Regions from separate parts of the Capra hircus genome. Here region 1 is linked to region 2. A link is a contact called in public Hi-C data. All regions are on one chromosome and are shown on one strand. The core of a region is the stretch at or near the end of the contact, and the rest is flanking DNA. Distances in the headings are between cores, read along the strand shown. Region 1 has its middle 100 kb from the start of ADCY10. Region 2 has its middle 32 kb from the start of CREG1.

Evidence for each region. A called contact is a pair of places that touch in the nucleus more often than the background predicts.
Region 1: a Hi-C map of liver shows a contact between it and region 2, with 6 times the contacts expected there. The contact joins two enhancer-like sites. A contact is called at or near these places in 2 of 5 Hi-C or Micro-C datasets (blood and liver).

What each region holds. Positions count from the first base shown.
Region 1 is chr3:119,189,942-119,195,200 of ARS1.2, reverse strand. No RefSeq gene overlaps it. Among named protein-coding and RNA genes, the nearest start is that of ADCY10, 100 kb to the left of the region's middle. Within about 2 kb of position 3,405, at least 4 of the 5 cell types and tissues checked have an H3K27ac peak or open chromatin away from gene starts, as enhancers often do.
Region 2 is chr3:118,968,428-118,973,643 of ARS1.2, reverse strand. No RefSeq gene overlaps it. Among named protein-coding and RNA genes, the nearest start is that of CREG1, 32 kb to the right of the region's middle. Within about 2 kb of position 2,798, at least 2 of the 5 cell types and tissues checked have an H3K27ac peak or open chromatin away from gene starts, as enhancers often do.

The DNA.
Region 1 (5,259 bases), core at 2,156-4,655, 220 kb before region 2:
CACTTCTGCTTCAGAAAGACCACCCTCTTGGTGGAGAATGGATTGGAAGCAAGCTAGGCCAACATGAAGGCTGGGAGATGGTTCTTATTGCAAGCCTGGGATAGGATGTCCTGCAGTAATGAAAGGACAGTGGAGACAGAGATAAGGGCTCTGACTTGAAAGATATTAGAATAGTAGATACTGAAATCAGAGACTGGCTTTTCAAGGAGAACATTCAAAATGAACAAATAAATAGAAAGAGGCTGCATAAACTAAGGACTGAAAAGTTTCAAACACTTGCATGTTTCCTGTTACTTACTGTAAGAATTATATTCACTTCCTGTTCCCTCCCACCCATCCCCAGCCTTGCAGCTCCAGCTTTTCAACCCCACCTAAGGTCACCCATGACACAGTGTGTCATCTCTGTTGATGGTCCCAGCCACTGATCATCATGACTCTTCTGTCTTTAATTCATCAGCTCGTCATATCCTACCAATGTCCTTTAATGTTCTGCCTAATACCTCTCAGATCCCTCCTTCTCATCTCTTCTCTGTTACCAAGTTTGAACTCGCTCTGCTCACTGTACGATAGGCCAATAAATCTGAGATGAGGTATTGGGATGAAGAAGGGACTTTATTGGTGAGCCGGCTGACCAAGAAGATGGCAGGCTAGTTCCTCAAAATAACCATCTTGTTAGGCCTGATTGCCAGTTTCTTTTATGTATCACAGATGAGGGGAAGTGAGGAAACAAAGTAAAAAGACTATTTAATCCTTGCAAATGTCCTCTAGAATGGCAAACCTCAGGCTGAGGAGTGTGTTAGTTTTACTTCCTTACAGTCCTTCACATTAGGTATGCCTACAATAAGAAAAACGGCAAGATGAGGGTTAAAGTCACAGAAGTAGATCCAGCATGAAGTGAAGTGAAGTTGCTCAGTCGTGTCCGACTCTTTGCAACCCCATGGACTGTAGCCTACCAGTCCATGGAATTTTCCAGGCAATAGTTCTGGAGTGGATTGCCATTTCCTTCTCCAGGGGATCTTCCCAACCCAGGGATCTAACCCAGGTCTCCCGCATTGTAGACAGACGCTTTACCGTCTGAGCCATAAATTCAAAATTAACCTTTCCCAGTTACATTCCCACCACTGCTGAAAATCCGGTTCTGTCATATCTGATGAAGCTCTGTAATAGCCACATAATTCACTGGCCTCTTAATTTCAGATTTCTATCCTCCACCAACTGGCAGCATAAGCTTGCTAAAAAGCAAATCCTCATTTGTTACTCCTCTACTTAAAATCCTATTTGCCTTCAGGACTACTTTCCAATTTCTTAGCCTAGAATGTGGGGCTTTCAAGACCTGTGCTTAGTCATTTGACTCCTTGTGACCCCATGGACTATAGCCTGCTAGGCTTCTCTGTCCATGGGATTTTCCTGGCAAGAATACTGGAGTGGGTTGCCACTTCCTTCATCAGGGAGTCTTCCTGACTCAGGGATTGAACCCACGAACCTGCATCTCCTGAGTCTCCTGCATTGCAGGCAGATTCTTTACTGCTGAGCCACTGGGGAATCACTGCACATTTATGCATGACTGACACAGGCGTTTCCTTAACATTGTTATTTCAATAGCCTAAAGCTGTTCTGTTCAAGACCTGGTTCTTCGCCAAATCTGATGCTGCAATCACATGGGCCTCACTCCCACCTTGAAACTTTGGGTTGGTCCTTCCAACTGGAATGGTCTTTACCCAAGTCTCTCAGGATTCTCCCAGCTTGCTTTCGAATGTTTGTGGCCTTGAGCTGGGCTTATCAGTTCATCCTTACTGCCCAGACATTTATCCTTTCTCCTTGGAGCCGCTCGCACGTGACTGTCTAGAGCTCACTGTGACGGTGGGGCTGTCTCCTCTGAGCTTGTCAAGGGCAGGGATTCTGTCTCCCTCATCTTTCTATCCCCTTGGGGGTACACTTGGTGTAGGGTCAAACATTAGAAGGCTGTCAGCATGCTCTGTCTTCACAGTTGCATCCTACACACCCCCAGTGTGTGGGACACAGTAGGCGCTAGTGAGCTCCATCTATCCACTGCAGAGTGGCAACCACCAGGACCGCCACTGTGAGGCATATTCGTATTCCCACCCACCACACCTGGTAAGGAATCCGCCTGCAATGCAGGAGACCTGGGTTTGACCCCTGGATTGGAAAGATCCCCTGGAGAAGGGAAAGGCTACCCACTTCAGTATTCTGGCCTGGAGAATTCCATGAACTGTATAGTCCATGGAGCCAGGCACGACTTTCACTTCACTTTCACTCCTCTATAGGAAGAGAAAAGAGGAGTGTGGGGAGATGATGTGAGCGTGTATGTGTGTGTGTGTGTGTATAATCTGGCACAACTATTCAAAACGATAACTCTGGCGTGGTCTGCACTATCACCGTCCAACAGAATTTTCTGTGATGAAGGAAATGTTCTCTCCCTGCACTGTCCTTCGCCACATGTAACTAGTGAGCACTTGAGACTGAGGATCTGAATTTTAAATTTAATTTTAATTAATTTAAATTAATGGTCTCATGCGGCCTGTAGCTATTATCTAGGACAGTGCTATAAGAGCGTTCACCTTAAAATGCCAGAACAGAACCACTGGCGATGGAGCTGGGACATGTCTATGACAGAGAATAACACCAGCTTCGATCAGAGGGTAATTATTACTACATAAGAGAAAAGGTATCACACCAGTTAAGCTAAGCCTTTTATCAATATGTATTGGGTTGGCCAAAGAATTTTGTTCAGGTTTTTGTAACATCTTATGGAAAACCTTGAACAAAGTTTTTGGCCAACCCAATATTTCTCCATTTAATGTGATTCCAGGATGCCAAACTAATGCTTAATAAGAGATCTCATGTTAGTCTAATGCCCAAGTCATACAGTGGTGAGGTTGCTTTACTGGGCCTTCGCCTCTGCAGGCAGGGCTGGCATTCTGCAATGACTTTAATGCATGCTGGCCATAGGGAGGAGGAGGCCTGAAGGGTGGCCCTTGGAGAGTCACAGTCTACAAGCTTGAAGTTAATTGAAATAGAAAATTCATAATGAACCTAAATCTTTCACTTTCTCTCATGGTATTTTCGAGGGAGGACATGAAAGGAGGCCAGTTATTTCCAGCCAAGTGCTAGCTCTCCTCCTAAGTTTGCTTCATTTTTCTCCCTTGGGCTGTTTTCTCTCTTGCCCAAGCCCATTTAGCCAACATTCAGTCATGAGCTGAGCCTCCTGTCTGAGCCTGGCGTGTCCCGAGGGTCCTGTGCTCAGGAGCCACGCTGCACCCTCTGAGGTGTGTGCACCTTCCTGATGACGCAGTGCTGGCTCATATCCTTTTACATGGGACCCTGGTTTAGCTGCTTCAACTGCTGCAGGATACAGGCGGCGTGGCACTTGCTGTCTGCCAGCAGCCCCATGCTCCACAGATGTTTCACATTCTTTGGGACCAAGATCCTTGAATGCACTTTTCAGAGCCATTTCCCCCCCTGCCAGATCCACTTCCTTCAGCAATGACTTACATGTAAAAAAGATCGGGGCTTTTAACCAGATAGGAACACTCAGATATGTTATAAACAAAGTCTCCAGGGTTCTTCTGGGCCAGTAAGAGCAAGGACATCTCTTTGCAAAATGATCCATATTCCTCTGAGCCTATTGTACATTCTAAGAGAGGCCCTACAAAATAGGTTTAGATTTTATATTTCATTTATCTAATTGAAATAAACTGCAATTAAAATACAAAACGTGGTTAAGATTCTACACTTCCACTGCAGGGGGTTTGGGCTTCATCTCCGGTCAGGGAACTAAGATCCCACGTGCCATGTGATGAGACCAAAAAATAAAAAAATAAAAAGCTTATGCAAAAAACAAAGTCCTCCCCTTCCCACAACCAATTTTATTCAAAGCAAGAGAAAGAACCTAGACTGAATCTAGTTTCAAAACTCAGTCTCCATGGAGTCCTTAACAGGGGAAGGGCAACCTCAGGTCTTAAGCAAGTTAACCTCCTCCCTTACCCTATCCCCACCCCAACCCGTGCCCACAGCAGAGCAGTGATTCATGTACACATGCCTGAAATTACTTAATGCCCCAAAGGGAAAAGTAACCACAAATGTATCAGACACATAGCACTGGAGGGCAGGAATTGAAAACAAATGTGAGAATATGAAACCTGTCCAACTTCCTCTTCCCAGATGTTGGGAGATTAGGAAAAAAAAAAAAAAATCCCTTTCTTACATTCTGGAATAAAAAAGACCAGACCCATAAAACCCACAGTGAAGGAATGGATGGATTCTTAAATCCAAACCCTGAGCCAAAAAGAGACAATAGTTTAACATCCTATTTTCAGAAGGAAACAGATGCTGGAAGCAGCTGCTCTCCTAGGACTCTCAGAACTTGAAAGATTTGTACTTCCTTCTTGTAAACACAGCCGTGTCTCCCGGAGGTTCTAGAGCTCCTTCCTGCCTTCTGCCCCAGTTGTTTTCCTTGTAACCAGACTTGGTCTGACTTGAGAGCAGCCTTCTGCCAGGATGTGAGGAGGGGGAGGGGAGATGATCACCTCTTTGGGCATTTTTTTTTAAAGAGTACGTATGGACAAACACAATTATGTTACCACATATGATAGACAAAACAAGACAACTGGTTGTACAACTTTTTTTTTTTTTTGGCCACACAGCAAGCAGGCCAACAACTGAAACCATGCCTCCTGAAGTACACAGAGTCTTACTCACAGGACCACAAGGGAAGTTTCAAAACAAGACAACTGGAAACAACCTACATATCCAGAAACAAGTTACAACTTTATGGTACAACTGTTACCCCCAAACTGGTTTTGCCTCTTGTTGGATGTCAAACCAATAGTTACAAACAAGCCAAAGATCAGGAGGAGGAAAGATTTATTATTACTTGCAGCAAGTAAGGAGAACATTGAGAATATTTCCCAAAGCAGCATTTCCCCACTAGCAAAACTGGGGAAGTTTTAAGTGAAGAATACATACATATGTATGAAGGGGCTTGAGCAGAGGAGAGTTCAGCATAGAATTCAGGCATGGAGGTTGACAGAGTCCAAGCTTTAGCTGATTGAAGTCAGGAGGGTCAACATCCTTCACCTGAGTGGGGACCTTACTTCCTGCAGAACTCAAAGGTATAGTGTTATGTAGGAGGAGGATCTAGATCTCCCCTGGTGGCTCAACAGTAAAGAATCCACCCACTATGCGCGAGATGCTGGTTCAATCCCTGATCTGCAAAGATTCCGCCGGAGAAGGAAATGG
Region 2 (5,216 bases), core at 1,549-4,048:
GACCACCTTACTTGTCTCTTGAGAAATCTGTATGCAGGTCAAGAAGCAACAGTTAGAATTGAACATGGAACAACTGACTGGCTCAAAATTGGGAAAGGAGTATGTCAAGGCTGTATATTGTTACCCTGCTTATTTAACTTAAATGCAGACTATATCAAGCAAAATGCTGGGCTAGATGAGTCACAAACTGGAATCAAGATTGCCAGGAGAAATATCAAGAACCTCAGATATGCAGATGATGCCACTGTAATAGCAAAAAGAACAGGAACTAAAGAGCCTCTTGATGAGGGTAAAAGAGGAGAGTGAAAAAGCTGGCTTAAAACTCAACATTCAAAAAATGAAGATCATGGCATCTGGTCCCATCACTTCATGTCTAATAGATGGAGAAATAGTGGAAGTAGTGATAGACTTTATTTCCTGGGCTCCAAAATCACTATGGACAGTGACTTCAGTCATAAAATTAAAAGACGCTTGCTCCTTGGAAGGAAAGTTATGACAAACCTAGACGGTATATTAAAAAGCAGAGGCATCACTTTGTCAACAAGAGTCCACATTCAAAGTTGTGATTTTCCCAGCAGTCATGTATGGATGTGAGAACTGGACCATAAAGAAGGCTGAGAGCTGAAGAACTGATGTTTCTGAATTATGCTGCTGGAGAAGACTCTTGAGAGACCCTTGGACTGCAAGGAGATCAAACCAGTCAATCCTAAAGGAAATCAACCCTGAATATTCACTGGAAGGACTGATGCTGAAGCTGAAGCTTCAATACTTAGGCCACCTGATGCAAAGAGCCGACTCATTGGAAAAGATCCTAATGCTGGGAAAGATTGAAGGCAAAAGAAGGGGGTGGCAGAGGAGGAGATGGCTAGAAAGCATCAACAACTCAATAGACATGAATCTGAGCAAATTCCAGGAGACAATGAAGAACAGGGGAGCCAGTCCGTGGGGTCACAAGGTCACAAAGTGTCGGATACGGCTTAACAACTGAACAACAATTTCCTTATGCTCCTTAAGGAAGGAAAGAAGGAAGGAAATCTTCAACGTCTATTATGTTCCAGGTACCTAGACAACTTGCCAGCATTTATTTCCCACTCAACCGCACTGCCCGCAGATATTATGACTTCCTTACTGACAGATGAGGAGTTGGAGGTTGAAAATCTGCCTTGCCTAGTAATAACACAGCTATCAAGTGGAAGAGGCAAAGTTTGAAGACCCAAGACCTCTGATGCCAAGTCTGGCTCTCATTTTACCACACTGTGATTATTTTTATAATAGTTGAATGTGGAAGGGTAGAAGCCACTCCAGCAGTCATTGGGTCCTCCCCAGAGGATAAGCATGGCTTTGAAACCATTTCACTCAGATTGGGACTTGAGCCCATGTCCTGGGACTCAAACCCAGCCAAAACTCACGGTCTTCCAACTGAGATCACAGGTTTCAGGACCTAATGAAGCCCAGGTTCCTGATATCTCATTGCAGAAAGAATTCAGTGAAAGAGTGATAGGTAAGAAGTGGATTTATTCAGTGAAAAACACTCCACAGACAGAAGGTGGGCTGCCACAGAGGGCGAGTGCAGCCCCCAAATGTGGTGTCATTAGCTTTTATGGACTGGGAAATTTCATAGGCTAACGAGTGGCGGAACTATTCCAACTATTGTGGGGGAAAGGTTGGGATTTCCAGGTGTTTGGCCACTGTCCAGTTTTCTCTGATGGAACTGCCGTGGCAGCTCTAACCCTGTCATTTAGCTTGCCGACATGTTACAATGAGTTTATGCCGAGTGTCAAGGTTTAGTCAAGTTGCCTTGTCTGTCATCTTGGACCCATTTGGTTCTGTTCAGTTTATGCTGTGCCCTTGGGCTATGTCGTTCTTTCAAAGGTTTTGTCCTGTCCCTTTTCCTCCTATTTCAATTTCATGGCCATAGTAGAGAACCAACCAGTTGGAATGAATGGCATTTTCACCACTTTATCTTCAGCACTACACAACCTAGTACCTGACATGTATTGCATATTCTTAAGTCATTGGATTGAATTTTTGAAAAATTTTAATAGTTTTACTGAGATATAGTTCACATACATTTTACCCATTTAAAATGTATAGTTCAATGGCTTTTAATATGTTCAGAGTGCAAGCACCACCACAATCTAATTTTAGAACATTTTCATTACCCCAGAAAGAAACTAGTGCCCGTTAGTAATTACTCCCCATTCCCTCCTCCCCTCCTTGGATTGATATGTTTAAAAGAATCATAACTGAGTTGAAGGTGAAAAACATCTTGCAAAGCCCCCATGGGAATAGGATCTTTACACAGATAAAACAAGCAAGCGAAGTCCAGGAAAGAGGTTTCCTGCACACAGCCGTTCAGCCCTGGTTTCCTAGTAGAATCTGAGCCGGAGTTAACCAAAGTCCTACTACGGCCAGTATGTGAGTTACAGTCACAGCCTTGAATCTGTGGCAAAAGCAGATGGCACTTCCAGCAGGCATTCCCCAGAGGAGCAATTTTCCACGAGGACTGTGCATGGCAACTAGCCATCCTGGGATTTCTGGCACGGTTCAGTTTCACGTCTTTTGTTCCAAAGTCCTTAGAATGGCACTTGTCCTGGTTGGGTAATGAACCTTGTTTTTGTATATGGAAAATGCAGTTACTACAGGCACGTGGAAAGTGCCTTTTATTGCTTCCTGCTGGCAGATCAAAAGCAGAGGGGTTGGACCACCCCAGGGAAGCCTGTTTTATTCAGGGAAAGGGAGGGGCCTCGGGGCTCAGCAGTCTTCTGCTGTTCTGTGCAGGTCAGGAAACCCAGGGAGGCTGCTGACAGACCCAGCCGAGGCTGCAGCAGGGCTGTGTCCTGAGGATCGGGCCCCGGAAAAGGCAAAGCAAATTGTAACAGGAAAGAAAAAGAGCAGAGACAGAATCGCTGTTTTGTTGCACAAAGGAAGGAGGTGACCCAAGGCTTCTTGTGACACAGGAAGAAGCATATTTGGAGAAGTGAGAGCCGCTTCCTACAGATCCCTTCAGATTAGAAGCCAATTATGGATTGCCCCGAGGAGGGCACGGCAATCCACTCCAGTATTCTTGCCTGGAGAATCGCAAGCACAGAGGAGCCTGGTGGGCTACAGTCCATAGGGTCGCAAAGACTCAGACGGGACTGAGCCTCTAAGCGCAGCCTCAGTTTGCCCCGGGACAAACAAGAAGCTCTTTTGTGGTTCTGGTTCTTTCCACACCTGGGTGAGGTCACTTGTGTAAAGGTGGCCTTCGTAAGCATGTTGAAACCAAGCCCAAAGCCTATTTGTTTTCTAGGATCAGCCTATTAAGACCTGCCTTCCCATCCTCCGGTCCTCCCACCCTCCCAGCTGGTCCGACAGGTCCCTAATGGTTAATTAAATCTTGAGCTAGGACTCAAGAGTCAGTCTCATCCTGCTTCCCTCATCAGCTCTGAAGCCAAGGGCACATCACTTACCCCCTCCGATCTCTGCTTTCTCAAAAGAGTAGAGAAGATTGACAGAATTATCTTATCCAGACAGACTGATTGCTTTGCCCTGAGGTGATTCAACTATCGGATTCCACATTTAAAAACCTTGAAAATATTTGGATTCCTCAGTGCAGGAAAATCTTCATGATTCTACACATTTCATTCGTTAATTCACTGAAACACGTATTAAGCACCACTATATGTCAGCCGTGCTAAGCAACAAAGTGATAACTTCTGCTCATTGAATCCCTACTATGTGTCGCAAGTTGTCAGATACTTTAGATTGATCGTCCCGTTTAATCTTCCCCACAACTCTATGAGTTAATACTTTCATCATTAGGCTAAAAGGAGCCCGTAGTAGTTCAGATGGTAAAGAATCTGCCTGCAATGCAGAAGACATGGGTTTGATCCCTGGGTCAGGAAGATCCCCTGGAGAAGGGAATGGCAACCCACCTCAGTATTTTTACCTGGAAAATTCCATGGACAGGGGAGCCTGCTGGGCTATGATCCATGGGGTGGCAAAGAGTTGGACACGACTGAGCGACTAACACACTTATTAGGCTAAGAAGAGTTTAGGTAACTTTTTCCGGTTCACAGGTCCTTGATTCTAGATACTAATCCTGCCATTGCATAGATAAATGAGATGTAGTGGGTTCTGATTTCAAGGATGTTCCAACCAGCAGCCCTGTGGCCAGCTAGCAGGCTCTGAAACCCTTGACATTGTTCACTTGGTACTTGGGATTCTCTAAGCAAGAATACTGGAGTGGGTTGCCATGCCCTTCTCGGGGGACTTCCCGACCCAGGGATCCGACGAGCCTCTTAACCTCTCCTGCATTGGCAGGCGAGTTCTTTACCACCAGCGCCACCTGGGAAGCCCTATGAGTTCCGCAGACCAAGTTTTCTTCCATAGGAATGGCCATACCATAAATATTATAAACTGAAGAAATAGCGCCCTCTTGTGTCAGAAGAATAACACATTCGCTCTCAGGAGAAAGACATTTTGAACAATCTTAAAACTATGAAACTCTTGGGGTTTTTTCGTTTTTATTTTTGCCTACTTTGACTTTGAAACATGCTACAGAACTCTTTGTAAATTACTAAGTACAAGGATCAGCAGGACAGAATGAAGGGACATGATGTTTGAATACTCCTTCGCTGGGGGATCTGATTGTCCTACACTAGCCTGGAAAATCCAGAACTTCTGTTTCAATATGAATATGATCCCTCTTGACATGTTTACTTTCTTCCTTTGTGTTTTCCCCACCCCTCCCATTTCTTTTCTCTTTTTTCTATTTTTAACCTGCATTTGCTTCCCCCTGCTCCTTTCTACTCTCTCTACCTGTCCTTAAAAATAGTTATATTTGCTTATAAACAATACCACATTTATTCCTCTTTTTATGGGATTTAAAAATTTTATCTGTTCTTTTTTTGAGTGTGTGTTGGGGGTGGCAGAGGGTATACAAAGAAGGAAACACTGATATAACCTAGGATTTAGAAGATCTGGATTTTTCTCCATCCAGCCATCCCTTCCTGCTCTTTCCATAAAGGATTAGCAGTCTGCACAAAGTAACATTCACCATAGAATCCTGTATGTTTGCTCAAAGTGAGTCACAAGATATCTTATGGTGGAATCTCTCAGAAACCAAGGAAAAGAGGAAAAAATAGTCAGTGATTGTACTCATCATATTCATTAGATAAAACAGATGAATTGCTCTTTGGAAGTATTGTGTTGTCTGGTACTGAGGCCTGACA